Linked DNA regions of Mus musculus: region 2 is linked to region 1. Evidence: chromatin contacts called from public promoter capture Hi-C data. All regions are on one chromosome and are shown on one strand. Each heading gives the region's core, a stretch centred on a gene start, on an enhancer-like site or on the middle of the called end of the contact. The rest is flanking DNA. Distances are from core to core; before and after follow the strand shown. Region 1 holds the start of Pif1 (PIF1 5'-to-3' DNA helicase). Region 2 overlaps Zfp609 (zinc finger protein 609).

Evidence for each region. Promoter capture Hi-C pulls out the DNA fragments that hold promoters and counts their contacts.
Region 2: a contact with region 1 is called in a promoter capture Hi-C map of liver, with 2.1 times the contacts expected there. The contact joins the enhancer-like site here to the promoter of Pif1 in region 1. A contact is called at or near these places in 1 of 39 promoter capture datasets (liver), 1 of 15 datasets of contacts at CTCF or cohesin (embryonic stem cells), 2 of 484 Hi-C or Micro-C datasets (embryonic stem cells and liver) and 2 of 115 datasets of contacts at active chromatin or transcription factors (both in embryonic stem cells).

What each region holds. Positions count from the first base shown.
Region 1 is chr9:65,585,488-65,588,946 of GRCm38.p6, reverse strand. Pif1 (PIF1 5'-to-3' DNA helicase) reads right to left here and starts at 1,773. Exons shown (of 12, transcript NM_172453.5): 1 at 553-1,773. The coding sequence starts at 1,098.
Region 2 is chr9:65,742,408-65,745,866 of GRCm38.p6, reverse strand. All of the region lies in intron 2 of Zfp609 (zinc finger protein 609), which reads left to right. Among named protein-coding and RNA genes, the nearest start is that of Oaz2, 68 kb to the right of the region's middle. Within about 2 kb of position 1,731, at least 140 of the 459 cell types and tissues checked have an H3K27ac peak or open chromatin away from gene starts, as enhancers often do. A contact at or near this core is called in liver, where this site is marked.

The DNA.
Region 1 (3,459 bases), core at 524-3,023:
GCAAAACAGCCCTTTGCTGTGCTCTTGACGTCACTTGGAACTTTGAGCAGGCTTGGGTCATCCGAACTTAGTCCCGACAGATACCAGACTTCATTTCTGGCTTTTCATCAGTTCAGTGTCAGGCATCTTAGATTGGTGACCACACCCGATCGAATCTAAAAGCTCCGTCAGATCCACCTGATGGTTTTCTCCTCAGGTGATTGGACGATTGCCTGCCCCTGATCCCTTTCTATTATTTCCCAAAGTTCCTCTCTTCTGGGACTTAATACCCGTTCTTTCCTCTAAGTTTTTGTCTTGTCTCCTCCGCCGCTATTTCTTTGGATGTGGCCAGGATCCTAGTTTCCTGTTCTCAGCTTATCTAATCTTGGGACTTACTGGTGGGTAAGCATGGATGATTTACACCTCACCATCATATTCAAATAAGGTACGATGGGCATTTCAAATCACCAGCTGTCTCCTTAATACTCCTGACTATCTTCCCCCAACCTTGGGCCTCCAGGGTTTCTTCGATCCTCAATAATAGCTCGCCCACACTCCCTTTTTGGTTCTCACCGTACTAGTCTGGGATTCCATTGGCCGCTTTTCCAGCGCAGAATCTGGAGCCTTGGTGGCTGCAGCACGCTGCAGTTCCTCTGGCTGCACTGGACTGATGGTGACAAAGTCTCGGGGCCGCGGGCCGAGCAACTGTGCGCGGGCAGAGGCGGGTCCCGGCCCAGGGGCAACCGCCAGCTTCAGGCGCAGCGTGCGCAGGAAGCGGCGCAAGCGCTCCGGGGGACAGTCGGAGAGGAGCAGTTGCACTGAGCCAGCTCCAGGGACTCCATCGGTGGGGAGCCGCAACGTGCTGCGCCCAGTCGCAGCGAAGCGGGTGAAGAGGCGCACGGCGCGTAGCGGGAAACAGCGTGGCCGCCCCGTGGGTCCCGGTGCCTGCAGTCGCAGCATTAACTCACGTCGTTCGTTTCGACCTAGGCTCAGCTCTGCGGCGCGCAGGGCCTGGCGCTTGCGAGGTTGCCCTCCAGGACTCAGCTCCTCCACGGCTACCCGGCACCGGAGCTCCGCATCGTCACATTCATCGGTCGCCGCCTCTGTGCTAGAAGGCATCTCCAATGCCTCTGCAGGCGTGCAGAGACCGGAGCGCATAAGTCACAGAAAATCGAGATGTAATAGGTGGTATGGCTGCGGTGACGGGAAATCCTGTCCAGACCTCTTAGTGTCAACAGGTTGTCACTGGTAACAGAAGGTGCCACCAAGATATTCCAAGCACTCTGGAGCGAGGAGAAACGTCCTCTGCTGCTGGAAGGTGGGGTCACATGCACTTAGGATTCGCGAGCGATTGTCCTGCAATGTCCACATTAGAAAGGTGTTCCTGCTCAGAAAAGAAGCTTGTTGAGGAGACTCACCCAGGCCAACAGGGGACTCGTTAGGGACTTCTACCCAGGAAGCAGAACAATAATCACACGTTGGGCGATGGGAAAGAGACTGGCTGGAAGTGAAAACAGGCTGAGACTTGCACACCCCCTTCAATAACCAATTAGTAGGTATCAGGGTCAGTGTGGTTCCAGTGCTTTGGAAAGGGTAAATGATTAGGGAATGTCTGGAACCTCCAGGCCCAGGAATCCATTGTCCCTCCGTCTGACCCACGAATCTGTACCTCTCCCAGCGAGGATCACTAAAATAATCGCGTTCTTTGCCTCCCACCTCAAGGATCCGATAGACTCGTTGCTTTCAGATGAAAAAGCTGATCTGAACCGGCCGGCAGAAAGCTTCAGCAGGAAGAACATTCAAATACTAGGAATAGAAAAACCACCCTATCACCGGCCTGGTCTTTAAATTCTCTAGCCAATCAGGGACAGGGGCGGGGGCGTGTCTACGGGCCGGCGTTTCTTCGTCTTTCCAACTCTCTGAGGACAGTTAACCAGAAGCAGGCTTTTTGTGTTTGGTCTTGGGTGCGTTTTAGAGTTCCACGAGTGGGCGTGGTGGGGTAGGGATGGGGCTGCGGCTCCGTGGCGCGTGGCGTATTGTTACCCAAGGCGGCTCTAAAGATTTGAGAACCCTTCAATTTACGCTGTCTGCTTTTCTCATTCTACCACCACCACATGACTGTGCTTGGCTTTGGGGAGACCCTGTTCCCACCCACAGAACGAACCACTGGCTCCTGTTCAGGTCATTCCCTGGGCCAGCCAAGTCCGCTTCCCTGTTCCCTAATTCTTTGCCCTTCTCTGCCCCCTTGTCTTTTACCCTGCTGAGACTACAGATGTCCAGTGGTTATAAAGGAAGCCAGTTAGTCCTTGTTCTCAGGGAATTCTTACTCCTCTGGTTGCTTTGACCACTCCGAGAATTTATCTTTTTCAGTTGGGGCCTTGTTACATTTTATAGGCTTTTTTTTTTTTTTTTTTTTTTTTTTTTGGTTTTTCGAGACAGGGTTTCTCTGTGTAGCCTTGGCTGTCCTGGAACTCACTTTGTAGACCAGGCTGGCCTCGAACTCAGAAATCCGTGTAGGCTGGTTTTAAAAATTCCTGGCCTTAAGGGATCCTCCTTCAGCTCCCTAAATAGCTGTGACTATAAGCACTTGACAAGATCCAGCTTTGAAAACTTACTTTTAATTATTATTTTTCCTTCACTGAAGTTTGAAATTACATAGCTGGAAGGGATCTTCTGGGTGGGTCCAGTCACCTCATTTTACAGATAATAATAGCCACTACAAACTAAATTCATTCATTCTTTCTTTCTTTCTTCTTTCTTTCCCCTCCCCCTCTTCCCTCCAAGATATCATATATCCAAGGCTAGCCTCAAATATCTCTAAGTTGCTACTCTCAGGGACATAACATTGAGTTTCTGATCTTTCTGCCTCCACCTAAATGTTACAATTCCATGCATCTACCACTGTGGCCAGTCAGCGCTGAGGATCAGAGTGTACAGCCCTCAAATTTGATATTCAAAATAAGAATTATAAGAATTGTTAAGAATTATTTTACTTTATGTGTATGAATGTTTTGCCTGCATGTGCTCCACTTGTGTGCCTGTTGAACCTCCTGAAACTGATGCTTGTGAACCACCACGTGGGGTCTGGGACTTGGAGATCTCTGCAAGACCCATGTGTGCTCTTTACTGCTGAGCCATCTCTCTAATCCTGAAAATGTTTTCGTTGGAACTGGAGGAATGGCTCACAGGTTAAGACCATTTGTTTTCAGCTAGTACAGTGACTCACAACCTTGTGTTCCAGGAGATCTAACACCTTCTGGTACACACATTCAAACATGTAGGAAAAACTCTATGAACATATAGATGTGTGTGCATATGCATATATGTTTAAATAAATATTAAAAATTTAAAAGCTATTCACAACATCACATAAAAACTCTGTATTTACTGAGATAAAAATTTATAATTCTTTCTTTTTTTCTTTCCTTCTTTTTTGGCTTTTTCGAGACAGGGTTTCTCTGTGTAGCCCTGGCTGTCCTG
Region 2 (3,459 bases), core at 482-2,981, 160 kb before region 1:
AAGCAAGCTGTCCATACATCACAGGTTTTTATGATTGAAAAATAACAATCACTTGAATTCAGTGACTAGCTGCATTGTTTGCTTGCTTGCTTGCTTGTGAATATGTCTGTGGGTGCACATGTGCTGTGGTGCGTGTGTAGAGAGATCTGGTTACAACTCAAAGGAACTGGTTCTCTCCTTCCCACATATGGGTCCTGGATTTCAACCCAGGCTCTGTGTCATGCAGTTTTGCCCGCTGAGCCATCTTGCTGTTCCTGTTTTTTTTTTAAGACACGCAATAACTCAAACTAGCTTGGAACTTGTAGTTCTCCTTCCTTAGTCTCCCCAATACTAGGATTACAGAGGCAAGATACCATAACCACTCTGGTTAATTATTTTACTGTTGCCCGTTCTTCGTGCCTCCTAGGAATCAGCAGATGCATTTTCCCCTGGGTATATCTAATGTGAATATATTGTGCCTTAGAGGTTTGTATATGCTGTTCCCTCTGCTTGTTGTTTATGCTTAGGTTCTTCATGTGACTGGCACCTTCCCATCCAGGGTCTCAGTTTAAATACACCTCTTCAGAGATAGCATCTGTGGCTGTCTTAATGTAACCTCAATGGTAGTTGTTTCTGTTATCCACATGCCCTATAGGTTTTCAAGCATGCCCCACCCCCATTCCTTCTTTGGGGGTTTGTATGATTTAATATATAGTCCTAGCTAGCTTGAAACTCAGCTCTACATCATCCTCTTGAGTCCTGGAATCACAGAGGTGAGACAGATGCCTAGCTCTAGTAATGTCTGATTTCTATGTATTCAGTGGTCTTTTCCATTTACCATTCAATGTTCAGTGCATAATATAAAAGCTTTCCAGGGAAAGAACTCAGTAATTGTTTGATCAGTGGTCAAACTCTGTATATCCATGTCTTGAAAAACAGTGGGAAGCACTAAGCTTTGGGGCTCCATCTCTCTTCTGACAGTGCACATAGCACGAGTCTTGCAGCGAGGAAATCAGCAGCTATGCCTACCTAGGATGCTGTATGTCAGGCGGCTTTGAGTTAGTATTTTATTATCTGTAGTCCAGCTTGTCATGCCTCATTTTTCCTCTTCTCTGTGGCTTGTCACTCTCCTGCTTGACTCTGACTCAGAGTCTTCACACTAAAAGGATATATCAGAGAAGTGAGGTGTCCCTGAGAGCAGGCAGGAAGGGTGGAATGACAAGAGCCACCAGAAATCTCTTTCTCTGAGGTCACAGTTTGGAGTCTAGAATAAGAGGGAATTTGAGTGCCTCTTGTTCTTGCTCAGTGCCCTCAGTCTGAGTGCTTAGCTGGCAGGCAGGCACCTTTTCCTCCTCAGAACTGTCAGAGCAACATGAAGGTCAGGCAGAGAGAGACAAATGAGAGCAGCTCAGGGAAAGGAGGTTACCACGGTAACAAGCAGGCAGGCCTGCTATTTGGAAGCAGGCCTAATCTTTCTCCTCCTTCTCAGTACTGGAAGATGGGTATTGTGTAGCTGACCTGCATCCTTGGGGTGGGAACCATAATCCCTCTCTGACAGTTTCTAGTGACACAGGAATGAGCTGCTTTGCATTTTAATTTGATAAACAGAAGCCACAGTTTTCTCAGAAGTGCTAGAAACATGGCTTTTTCTGGCTCTGTTCCAGGCAGAATTCTGGTTGCCACAGACAGGAGTTTGGGATTGCTGTTTATTTCTCAATAAAGACCTTGTATATCTGTGTGCTTGTGAAACATGCCTATTGGTTCAGGAAAGCTAGAACTAGACTTAATGCAAGTTATCCTTGGGAGGTATGCTAAGTTTTGTCCTGCCTTAGAGGTTTGTATATGCCATTCTCTCTGCCTGTTATTTACTCTTAAGTTCTTCATGTGACTGGCACCTTCCCATCCTGGGTCTCAGTTTAAATACACCTCTTCAGAGATGCCATCTGTGGCTGTCTTAATGTAACTCCCATGGTAGTTTTTTTTTTATCCCTATATATACATATACATATCCACATATGTGCATATATGTGAGGATGATAGTAATATATAATAATAGCAATAATAGTACATATGCATATTTGCCTTTTGAAGACTACTGAAGCCAGGCATAGTGGCACTCACCTTTAATCTCAGCATTTGGGAGGCAGAAGCATGCAGAGCTCTGTGAATTTGAGGCCAGCCTGGTCTACATGGTGGGTTAGTTACTCTCAGAGCAATGAAGGAGAGACCCTGTCTCAACCAACACTGAGATACTCCTGCTCCCCAGCAAGCATGCAGTAATTATTTTATTTTCTGACCTCCAGCCTTATTCTTTTGTGTACCACCACCCCACCCTCCCTGATATCTCACTATGCAACCCTGGCTAGTGTGGATCTCCCATGTGGACTAGGGTGTCCTGCCTCTGTCTCCTGCATGCTAGGGTCAGAGACATGGCCACCCCACCTGGCCAGTCTTCTTACTTTTCCTGCTTGCACATTTCTTATTAACTCAGTACCTTTTGTTGTAATGAAATGCATACATAAACCTCCCTTTTCTCTCAAAACATAAATTTTAAACAAGGATAATAAATTTTCAGTGTAAAGTCATCTCGGATCTCCTTACTCAGAATGAGCTGGAATGTCCTTCCAGACCTCCCCTGTTGGTGATTGTTTAAGAATCATTTATGCTCTCATAGGTCTCACTTTAGCATTGCTGGGCTGTTCCACCCTGTGATATGACCTTGTATCTTTTTAGTCACTAAAAAGAAATAGGTTGTGGCTACTTGTCCTCAACAGTAAAGATTCTTCTTTGATGAACACTCAGGTTGTTTCTGAATCTGCTTCTCTCTAGCTATAAAGCAACAGCATTGAACAGACGGGCATGGTGGCACGTTCCTGTAATTGCTCACCTGGAAGGTGGAGGCAGGTGAATCAGGACTTGATAGTCATCCTTATCTACATAGAGAGTTCTCGCCAGCTTGGGCTACATCTGACCACCAAATTAGTTAATGAAAAAACATTGAACTGATCTGTATATCATAAATCTGTGTGCCTGTCCTGTCATCTCACTGATGTAAGGGTTTTCTGACAAGATCTTGTTGCATAGTTCATTTGCCTTGAACCCAGAGCCCCCCCTAAGAACTGAATTTACAGGCATGCCCCATCATGCCTGATTTTGTTGGGGGTGGGGTAGGTGATGGTAGTGGTTTATTTATCCATTTTAGTTCCATCTGTTTTGACACTAGGTTTCATGTAACAGTTGAGTGTGACCTGAAACTCACTATGTAGTGGAGAATGATAGCCCTTTGGGGCTTTGAGGGTGCTGGCGTTACAATCATGGACCAACACACTTCTTAATTTTTTTTTAAGAAAAAATTAATTTGCTTTACTGGAGTACTAAATAGCAAGTACCCTCTTTGACAGAATAATTAAAATTTTGATTGAATTGAAGTCTTTTAAGTTCAAAGTAATCATAGTAGAGAGTATAGAATTTGTACTCAAA